2 separate regions of the Zea mays genome follow, and region 2 is linked to region 1. A link is a contact called in public Hi-C data. All regions are on one chromosome and are shown on one strand. The core of a region is the stretch at or near the end of the contact, and the rest is flanking DNA. Distances in the headings are between cores, read along the strand shown.

Evidence for each region. A called contact is a pair of places that touch in the nucleus more often than the background predicts.
Region 2: a contact with region 1 is called in a Hi-C map of leaf, with 2.5 times the contacts expected there. The contact joins the promoter of LOC109941448 here to the enhancer-like site in region 1. A contact is called at or near these places in 3 of 25 Hi-C or Micro-C datasets (ear and leaf).

What each region holds. Positions count from the first base shown.
Region 1 is chr8:70,389,382-70,395,123 of Zm-B73-REFERENCE-NAM-5.0, reverse strand. LOC103635335 (Putative homeodomain-like transcription factor superfamily protein) reads right to left here. Exons shown (of 18, transcript XM_008657816.3): 15 at 4,534-5,148; 16 at 4,335-4,439; 17 at 3,407-3,670; 18 at 2,120-3,285. The coding sequence ends at 2,401. Among protein-coding and RNA genes, the nearest start is that of LOC103635335, 12 kb to the right of the region's middle. Within about 2 kb of position 3,038, at least 5 of the 20 cell types and tissues checked have an H3K27ac peak or open chromatin away from gene starts, as enhancers often do. A contact at or near this core is called in leaf, where this site is marked.
Region 2 is chr8:70,845,031-70,850,772 of Zm-B73-REFERENCE-NAM-5.0, reverse strand. It overlaps LOC109941448 (fasciclin-like arabinogalactan protein 9), which reads right to left and starts at 2,234. Exons shown (of 1, transcript XM_020542414.3): 1 at 539-2,234. The coding sequence starts at 1,614. The coding sequence ends at 838.

The DNA of each region.
Region 1 (5,742 bases), core at 1,789-4,288:
GATGACTTAGTCGAACTGGTTCCTCAGAGGGCAAATGTTGGGGCGAAGGCGAAGACGCCACCCTTCGCTCGATGCCTTCGCCGACCTCGCTGCACCAACGGAGACAAGACGACGGGCAGACTTACCCTTCGTCCCACACGTAGTCGGACGAAGACCTATGACGAGGTCGTCTCATCTTGCGACCTCGTCCAACATGGAGGCCCACGTGTGATCCGGCCCATTGTAACAGGCCCTGCGTGGCCGCTGCGCATTACGGGCCTCATTTGTAAAGGTCTCCCTGTAATTACGGTCTGTAACCCCGCTTTATGGGAATATTCCGGGGATAACCTAGGTGCCTGAGGGCACATGCGTCCTTAACACTGGACGCTGGGCACTCAGATACCTATAAATACCCCCGCACAGTGCCCTTGAGAGGCTAGATTAACAGAGCTATTGCCATCTCGAGCAAAAACCTTGTTTACGTTGCTACACTCCCCCGTTGGATCAACTTGCACCGGAGAGCAAGTTCCAACAACGATCGTACGAGGTCACAATTTACCCAACACGATCATCCGGGGTGAAGAATAATTGGGGATCGAAATTCCCGCCAATGTCTGAGATGTTCAGTCGACTCCCTCCCCCTTTGTGAGGGTCTGGACCCCTACGAGTGAGCAGAAAAGGGAGGAGGAAAGAGGCCCTGGTGAACCGTCATAATAAGTGAACAAGTGTAAGCTTTGCTGCCCGACAGTATGGAGTACTGACCACACCGAGGGACAGACCCTGAAGCGAAGGACAGGAACGAGCGGAATCAATGTGTTCCAATTTCTAGCCTTGCACCGACCATCCAACGGACCATGGACTAAACGACCACTGCCTGAAAGGACTATGCTATGTCCAAGGGACCACCGCCCTCCACAAGGTACATCTTGCGCCTATGGGCCGCTATAACTATCCAAGAAGACACTCGAAAAAGGATGGATAAACAAACCTACCCGATGGACTACCGAGCTACAAGTCCTACGACACAGGAGCGGGATTCTCTAAAAAGCCAAGGTCGTGGGTGGCCAAGAAATGTGAAGGTTACTTAAAGCCAAGGTCCTACGACACTTGGAGACTTGGGATCTCAGCAGGAAATGTGAAGGTTGCTTAAGACGGCCGATAGGCGAAAGAGAATCCAAAAGTTTTGTTCTGATCTGAGTAGGCTCAACATAGGGAATACCCTAACCCTGGGAACCGGGGCGTATAAATCCGCTTATGGCATTCACCCAAGCATACAGAGACAGATGGAATGAAAGAAAGAAAAAGTAGCTCTACAGCTCACCCAGAAGAAGAAAGACCTGTCGTTAACCTAACGATTTGGAAATCCCTGGTGGGCTGGGCCTGAAAGACAAGTGTGTGGATTTCTACATCCTCGTTTTTACTTTAAGACACAACTCTTCTCTTTCTCGGTCAAATGACTTGTGATAGTCTACCTTGAGTAGGACCATAGGGATCTTATGTTTATGGCGAAAGATAAGTGGTTCTGTCACAACCAATAAAGTTTCTATGAGTGAGCGACCCACGCCGATTGACATGTGTCAATGTCAATAAGTGGATGAGTGTTGTTAAAGACAATGTTTGTTCCTCTTCTTTGAAACGATTTTGATGAATCTCGAAATGATGTTGATTGGCCTGAAATCCTCGACGGTGTTGGCATCTTTTTTTCTTTGGGAGGAGAGTGATGGATGCCTGGGTTAGCCTCCAAACATAAAGGCCATTGCTATAAAAGAGCTGCAAGAGAGAAAGCAGTTGCGGGTGGATGATGTCCCAGAAGGCTTGGATTACATAGATTCTACTAGAGTATGTTGAGATGCTCCCATTGCAACTCACTGATGGAGATGGAGAGCTCAGCTAGAGCTAGAGGTCGTACCAGCCCTCCGGGGTTGGAAGGGATTGAGAGAGAAATTAGTTTATTTCTCTTTAAATCCTCTTTAATCCTGAAAAGAATTTGAATTTCTAAACTAGACCTTAGTACGATTAGACCAGTTTTTCCATGTAGAAAAAAACTGGGGGTTTGAAATAGAAAGTTGTTGAAAGCAATTTTTTTCAAGCTTGCTACAAAATCAAAATTGAGAGTGAGTTTAGAAATATGTCAACCGTCTTAAAGAGAACGCTCCCAATATATAACAATGAAAAAAGTAGCTGAACATAAAACAGACAGCTGATCGACCCTCATTTTCAACTTTTGATAATTGGTATGTATGTATACACACAAGGCCGATCTTCTAATGTTGAGTGGCTTCTATCTAATAACAAGCCACACAAGACAGTTTAGAACTGGCAACCTCCTAAATAGTTTTTCAAGTCAGCATTAGCGTTGGTGAGCCCACCAAAGCCTCTGTTACATCATTTACCACAAGCCTGCACAACTTCAATCACTCATCATTCACTATACTCTGAAGAATATGATGATGTACCACCTCCATCCTCATCTCCGTTGGCTGCTCCATCTCCACCGTCGTCGTCATCATCATCTTCAATGTCATCATCCCCATCCATCTCAATGTCATCATCCTCATCCACCTCGACATCATCATCCCCATCCATCTCAACGTCATCATCCTCATCACCAGGATCTTCAGCTTCATAGTCCTCTCCATCTTCCTCACCCTCATCTCCTTCAGCATCCTCATCATTATCGTCGCTCCCATCACCCATCATCTGTACGGGTCTGGAGTCGGAATTGTCTCTTGGATAGCCTGAAATATGCTCACCATATTCCTCATTCATAGGTTCGACATTTTCCTCAGACTCATCGGATTGAGAGACCAAATTGTTCTCATCATCCTTCACATATTCCCTCCTCTCAAAGGCCCACTCTTCTGCACCTGAGCTCTCGGGAGAATGCGTAGTGCCAGTGTGATTTGTCTTACTTAACATGCTAAAACTGCCCAATAGGTTTGCCTTTGGAATTGATCTGGCACTGAGCTCGGATGGTTGCCGAGGTCTAACAGTTCGAAGTCCACGTCCACGTCCACGTCCACGGCCGCGGCCACCACGTGCATTCTTTCGTGGGGCTCTCCCATAGAGCATACTATTGTCATCCCTGAACTGAATCCTGGAAGAGCTGCCAATACCTCTGGGAACCCTACCACCATGACCACGAGATCTACCTCCCCTGCTGCCTCCTCTACCTCCCCTTCCCCGACCTCTACGACCATTGCTGTTAGGTAGCAACGTTCCATCCTGTTGATCAAAACCAATAGGCCTGAACTGTTCTATTTCTTGTTTGCCCTTATTCATAGAAGGATATCTCGGTGGAAGTTTCTGCGCAGAGAAAAAATAAATCATGTCATTGATCCATATAGCAGATCAAGAGGACCAATTACCACATGTAACCACCACTACAGTCTTTTGATGCAATAATAACAATAACCATAAGGCTTACCATGAAATCTCCAGATTCTTGCTCCTTATTTGAACCCAACTTTGGATGAAGGGTGTATGAGATGGAAGCATCCAAGTCTAACAATCTCAAGGCTACAGCAGCAGTAGTGTCAGGAACCCATGGAAGTGCAGTGGCAGATCCAGAACCTCCAGCCGAATTCTGAGTAGCAAAATCTTGTGTGCTTGAATTAAGCAACTCAGTTGTCGTTTCAAAGTTAGATGATAAGTAGTCTCGCTTTATTGCACTTTCCAGCACACTAAGCATCTGCAGATATATGACATGGTAGGATTTAGATACGCAAACAAAATTGATACATAAACTTGATTTGATGATAAATTAAAATCAGGCCTCTTACACCATGCTAATCTCCTCCTACACAATAGCTATCCAAGTCCGTTCATAAGCAAATGTAGAATAAACTGCTAAATTAAAGTGGTACAAACCTCTGCTGGAGGTCAAAACATGCACAAGATTCAGAACAATTATTCATGCATAGCCTGAGGTCAAAACATGCTATGATCAATACAGCAACAAATTAGTAATAGCTGTATACGGAGGGGTGACAATGGACTCTAAATTTTACACTATAAAATTTAAGGCTCGGATTAGGTTCGGGCTCTATTTCTATTCATTTTTGAACTAAAATTTATTTAAGGACCTAAGAATTTGTGAAGGAACATTTGGATCGCGATCCATTACCACCCCTATTACGGGTGGAGGTTCAAAAGGGCCAAGGCATGAGCCACCATCATCAAAAGATTTCTTTAAAAAGAAGTATTGCTACTCAATTTCATCATTCAATTGCCAAGGAGATACTAATTTGGGCCCCTCTTTCTTTGGCCATGTTATGACCTCTTCTCTAATCCTGTCCAGACTCTGCCACTGGAATTATACAGTAAACAAAGGAGCAAAAAGCATGCAATGCAACCTGCAAGACTTCTTCGGCAGATGATGCAGAATACAACTTCGCACCCCAAGATTTCCGATACCCATCCGTCCAAAAAGGTAGAAGAGCTTCTGCCGGTACTAAGGCCTGTAACACGCGATCTAACAAGTCACACAAACACCATTTTTTGCAACAAACAAAATAGATGTCACTAATGAATGATCATAAAATGTCACTATACCTCAATGGTAGCTAAGAGCAGCCTTAGCAATCTCAATCCTACGGGTACAGAAAGGTCCACAGTTTGCATCTTCCAATTGGGATCTGTTCTTTGTTTTTCTTCACATTGTGATGAGTGTTCCAAGAAATTGTGAATGTGTTTGAATGTTTTGTGGCAAGAACAGTGCCTTTCTTCAGCTAAGTATATCTGGTAGCAATAATCACAAGAGTGAATCAACTCAGGACACCGCTTCTTTCCATATCTCATGGCGTATGTAGATTGGTGACTGTAGCACTCTCTCCAGATCCATTTCAGAAACACGGAAGCCCTTTTCGAGATAGAATTCTTCTCAGCTTCATTGCGCCCAACCTCTATCTTGAAAATATCTGAATGTGCCATAAGATTATCAGAAGCAACACCAGAAAGGGTACTGCATGGACTTCCAAATTCATTGTTGCAATTTGGACTTTCATTACTTCCATTTTCCGAAGTCCGTCCAGTTGGGTGTTCTAAATTAGCACACCTTTTCCTCTCAACAGCTTCCTTGAAGGTTGGCTCGATACTTTGCAAAATTGAGTGCAAATGTGACTCGCGGATGCCACGAGTATCAAGGGAAGCTACCAAAGCTTCAAATGCCTGCATTTTAATAATAGTATCCGACATCATGTTAAAGCACCAGTATAGCTGGATCTGTATGTCATGTAGTCAGTCAAGCTAGCAACTTAATAACCACTCACTATTCTAAAAGAGAAATATATATATATGTTCAATAGTCTACTTACTAACAGGTTCCTCTAGAAACTGAACAGGATATTATGCAGCTACTGCCAACAAACCTATGGACAGTAATCTTCAAGGACACAATCACAAGGAATTAGAAATTAAAAGTCACTCAGAATCTTGTATTAGTCATAATTATCTGGTCCCAACAAAGCTAGGCACATATAATTTCATAACTAGCGGAAACACTGGTTTCCCAATGAAATAGTGCTAAATGCCAGTGGTAACTGGTCAGTGACCCAAACATTGTGCCTAACACGACATGGACAAACAAACACAAAATCTTAAAAGCAAAGTATTATTACAATACCAAATAAGTAGCAAATTTAAAATAGGAGAACGACAAGTTTACAACTACTTTAAACATTTCAACAAAATATAGATGGCTCTTGCCAGCTATCAAATACTACCCCCTGATTAATCCAACTTCAATTACCTTCAGCCTTCTAG
Region 2 (5,742 bases), core at 985-3,484, 460 kb before region 1:
TTAAAGTCCATCGCCGAGTGATCGGATCGGGATTTGGCCCCTGCAGATCTCGCCATGTGCGTATGACTACTGAGCGTACGCGAGCGAGACACTGGACGGACGCTGCGTGCGAGAAAAAAATAACGTCGGCCGGCGACAGGTGAGCACTGAGGCACCCGTCGCCACTTGAACAACAAGCTTGAGCTGAGGCCGGGAGAAGAGATCGAAGAAAACCGACGGCTCAACGAGAGCTGCTCGGCGTTGGCGACCACACGCTGACGGACATGCCATCGCTCTCACAGTCTCACCTCGCCCGGGTTCAATCACACGCTACGCTCCAGCAGCAGCACCAGCACCACCAAACCCACCGTCACTTGCGGCCGCAAGCACTATCACGCGAACCGCACAAGTTAAATGAAGCTTCGTGGCTCTGGGTCTGGACAGGGCTGCGCTGAGTGCGGGCTCTTCCTGGGCCTGTTTGGGCTCTGGGGCCGGGCTAAGCATGCATTTTCCAGTCACATGGCCTGCTAAATCACTGAATTGTAAGAGGGCCCCGGGGTGGAGCCGCTGCAAGATGGGACTTTTGAAATTTTAAAAACGCACACTGAACTGAAACAACGCTGAAGCAAACGGAGCACTACTGATTCTGCTAACAAAAGAAGAGAAAAAATTACTAATTCTAGCCATGCACGGTCAGACTCGAGACCACTCATGAGAAGAAAAGATGCATGGAGAAATTAACAGCTGGCTTCATCAACATTCAGGGACAGATCCAGGTTACTAGAACTCCAGAAGAGAAACAAACCGCAAGAAGACGAGCTCTTTTGTGCTCGACAAGCACGAACCATGTTTACATTCTCACAACAGGGACAGGAAGGAGGCCGCGGCGGCCAGGAACAGCAGAGCGGGCAGCGAGCTCCATCCGGCGGTCCTGCTGGCGCCGCGCGCGGCCGCGCCGGAGGGCGGCGCGTCAGCCGAGCCGGCGGCGGGCGCCTCGGCGACGGACCCGCCCTTGGCCGGCTTCCTGGCGGCGGGCGGCGCGGACGCCGGGGGCTTGACGCCGAACAGGTCGTTGGCCAGCAGCACCTGGTCGACGGAGTAGACGGCGAGGGGCTGCTGCGCGCGCAGGGCCTGGCCGACGCGGGTGGCGACGAGGCCCGTGGACACGTTGGCCTGGCCGCTGCTGTCGGCGGTGATGTTGAGCGTGTAGGGCCCGTCGGAGCCCGACGCCTGCGTACGCACGGGGTTGCTGGCGGTCTCGAAGGAGTCGAGCGAGTAGAACTGCGGCAGGACGTGGTACTGCACCAGCGACACCTGCTCCTGCTGCGACAGCTTGTTCAGCGTGCCGGGCTTGAGGCTGGAGAAGGCGCTGTCGGTGGGCGCGAACACCGTGTACCCGCTGCCGAACGAGTTGTTCAGCTGGCCGTTCAGCTGCGTGTCCTGCTGCGTCGACTTCATCAGCCGCATGAACGTCGTGTACTGCCCGCCCTTCTCCAGGATCGCCGTAACGTTCGGCGGGCCCTTGTTGGGCGGCGCCGCCGCCGCGGGGCCTGGCGCCTGGCAGAGCACCGCCGGCACCGCCGCCAGCGCCAGGAACGCCGCCGCGAGCAGGCTCCTTGTCCTTGCCGCCGCCATTATTGGTGTCGTGTCGTCACCGCAAACGCAAAGGTGGTGGCGGCGGCGGTGCTCACGGCTCAGTTTCCGCTGAACCTGAGCACGAAACGCAGGGATCCATCGGGGTGATGGCTCTGACGGCGATATATGGGCTTGTTCGCTGCGGCTTTAATCCGACTGCGGCTGCGGCTTCTACAGTATTTTCTCTCTGGTGATTGCAGCTGCAACAGTATTTTGCAGCTGCAACAGTGGTTTTTGTAGTGCAGGCGAACGCGCTCTATACTAATAACGCCCGTGGATCGATCGGCGCGGAGTTGTCAGTCAGCACGTGAGAGGGAACAGTCTGGCAGAGGACCGAGGCATTTGACCTGAGATCTCCCTCCCACTCCTAGTGGAGGATCGAGCAAATTGCGAGTACGAAAACGATTTGTATCGAGTCGATTGGAAGGGATTAAAACTAGCAAAGAGATTATCTTTTTTATAGATCTCCTCTATTTTACTGTTAACAAAGAGATTATCTCTTTTATAGATCTTCTCTATTTTACTGTCTACCAAACCGGCCTTTAGGCCCCTTTGGCAGGGCTCCTAACGGCTTCCCTCTGGCTTCTTTGGTTCTCTAGAGGAGCCAGAGCCGTTTTGTAATTCATTTGACAAAACAGCTTCTCACGAGGAGACCGTAGCAGAGACTGTAATTTTGTGATACATTATTGTGTGCCGGATATAAGGGGCCGATAGAAGCTTGTTTTCTCGTGCTTCGGCTCCAAATAGCAAAACGGCTCTGGCTCTTTGATGGCTCTCTGTGAAGAGCCGTTTTTTTAAGACTGTTTGGTACGGCTTCACGAAGAGATAGAAAAAGAGCCACTGCGATAGCCATGTCAAAGGGAGCCTTAATATCGGTTTTGAAGTCATGAATGGTTGCCAGAGTATGATCAGATATTCAGAGCTACTGTGCCATATTATGCTTAAAGAAACACAAGATCCGTCATAAAAAAAAAGGTTGCTGCGCAGTAGAGCGATAATACTGTTTTCCGCGGAGTCTGAATAACGGTCAGCTGAGCCAGAAACTTGCAAGCTGCTCGGCTGGCATTTCTTTGTTTGCTTAAGATGGATCGTCGCAAGGTTGAGAAACGAAGGCATTCTTTCCTTGCTTAATTGAACGGCCGGCAAACCTCCTGTCTGTTCGTTAAAAAAAAGAAAAGAAAATAAGAGAAGAGAAGGCATTCGTGTTTGTAGGACCCCAAACTGCCATCAGGAGCACTTCAAGCTCAGTTATCTGTGGGTCCAATCCATTTCGTGCCTGCCCACCAACGTATGCAATGATGCAACCAACCGGTCGTCCCACCGCCGAATACGCGCTGTTCAGTTTTTTGCCAGGATGAAGAGAGTTGGAGCCGTCCGTCCCAGCAAGCGGAGCTGGCCGATAAGGAAAGCCAGGTGTACATGCTGTTGGTGTTGGGCCCTGCTCAGCTGAGTGCCCGTACCAACAGGTCCCCTTGCTCGCCGGCAAATATCCCTGTTTGGTGGAGAGTGATCAATGCTAGTAGCTGGCAAGAAAGCCGGCCGGTCTCATGCATTCCGGATCCAAAGCAGCTCGGTTTCACCGATCGATCTACGCCGGGGAATCCTCATTTCGGATCTCGAGACGGACATTTGCATGAACTGCACGCGTCCACGGCTTCTAGTCCGCCAGGTCGCCGGTCGCGTCCACGGCTTGAGATAATTAAGAACGGGCAACCTGTGGACTTGGCCGCATCTTGCGAGGTCTCTTCTCGACTCACTCGCGTAAACTATACCAGTAGCAGCAGCAGAGAAGGCGGCATCAGTGATCTGTGTTCTGGGTAGTATACGACAACCGCAGTCCGCAGAGAGTAGCCGTTACCTTGCCAGTGCAGGAACGCAGGTGGTGACGATAGTTTAGTTTATGCATGCATATGGGCCATCGGTCCAAACATTGATTGCGCAGCTAGTACTCCAACGAAACGATCGCTCGACTCGAACTGCGCTCATGGTTCTGTCTGGGACAACTTTGCGGCCCTCTCGTCAATGAGGCGAGGTGTATTGCATGTGTGTGCTGCATGCAGAGTAGTGATCGATCGCCCCTTTGTCTGAAATTTTTAAAACGAGCAGGCATAGTATCGATCGCCCCTTTCGTATGCGTGAAGCCGCGGCTAGCTCATCCGCGTACGGCGACCGGCGGTTGCTCGGGATCGGTTTCAATCTTCCTCGATCTTAATTTTTTTGAGATATTTTATTAAATATTCCACTTATTCAATTGTAGAGAGAGAGAAAAAAAAAGTTAGCAAGTTTAATTTTTATCTTGTAGGGTGACACAGGTTTTATTATTTTTTGTTTTTGCTACCGTTCTCGATAATAGGAGTATAGGACTACAGGAGGATGAGACCCCAGCAGGGGCAACGCTACGGACTGTACTTGTAAGCAGCATGCAACAAACGCTGATGACATGGAGCGTAGGTGGTGGTGCAAAAGCAGCATGCAGTGTTTCTCCGTGTTCTCGCGCTTCCACGTCGACTAATAATCCAATGTCAGCTAGCTACGAAGATTAGCCACTGCCCACTGGTGGGTGCTGGTGCCTCCCCAAGCACTGCCTGATAGCGGCGGGACGTGGCCAGAGCGCCGTTCATGAGGCCCGCTCAACTCAACCCACAGGACGGACCATGCACCGAGAACGTATCTTGTGCGCAAGGAGCGTTGGTGCTCCCATGAGCAAAATCAATCCAGACCACACTCTTCACATCCAACGGTGCTGTGTCAGGGGGTTTTGTAAAATGTTCTTTGCAAATCTGTACATTTTATAAAAACCCCTCTGACGCAGCATCGTTGGATGTGTAGGATGTGGTCTGGATTGATTTTGCTCATGGGAGCAGCAGGGCTCCTTGCTCATAAGATACGGTGTCCCATGCACCACCATCGACCGAGACGCAGCTGGACCCGGCGACGGCGCGCTCTCGAAAGGGATCGCAGGAGCTTGCCCGTTTTAAAGGCGGAGAGTTAGCCGCGTTTATTGGCGACTGGTCCGAGCCAAGCCAGAGAGCTGCGGCGCAGCCCGCCCACCTGCGACGGACGGCGCGCGGCTGGTCCTGCTGGCAGATGCGCGACGGTGGAGATCGCAAGCGAGGACCATCCGGATTGAGCTGTGCTCTCGATCTTTCCTCTCGCCAGACGTCGTTGGAGAGGCCGGCGACGGTGAAGACTGAAGAAGAATGGTTGCAGCGTGGGTCTTGTTCTCGAGTCGAGACCTCGCCGGTTTGAGCAGTCGCTTTCTTCTTGCTCGGTATATATAATGATTAGTAGCTGTGATCTCGTTGGAGTTGCTTGCTTGAGCATTCCTTCTCTTCCTTCTTTTTCAGCTAAAGCCTGAAGCTTCTGTTCGTTAGCATGCATCTTGCTTTTGTTAGCGATTTAGGCATTTTCATATTCAATTTAATTCAGAAATATAGCGCGATAAATATGATGACAGATATATGCATGTATAAAACTACTCATAGCAGCAGTAAATATTAGAATAACATACATAAAAATAAATACAGTGAGTATCCTACCGAGGGACCAATGCTCAAAGCACCGGTGACTCCTTCACACGAGACATCTAGTCTGTATGTTCGATGTAGCTGATCGGAATTCGATGCAGGTTGATGTTCACAGTGCAGTCCCGCGAACAAACACCAGGAAGAAGACGGACGGATTCCCGCTGTTGGGGGCCTTCGTCTTCCGAAGGTCCTAAAAACATGATTTAACAATGCTTCTGGAGTATAATACATGAACAGTTACCTTCGGACTCGGATCAGAACCACAGTTTGAGAAGCTCAAAGAATACGAAGGTTGACGCAGAGCCGAAGCTATGCGCAAGGGAGCTTCGGCATGATAGCAGAAAAGGGAACCGACTTAAAAGGGAAAAGGCTATTTAGACCTCGATGGATCACTATAGAGTCATTAGCAAATGTAAAGGGCATGCTGCAAAAACATTTTGCACTTGGCTCCAGACCTTGACTTCTTATAGCCCAGACGAAGATCCCCATTCTAACAATTGCTTCAGGAGTGATCTGGTGAAGGAAAATCTGATATGTCTTTAAAACTTCAACAACAAATCTGCTCAACAGGAACCGAAGCCCAGCTTTGAAGAAGCTTCGG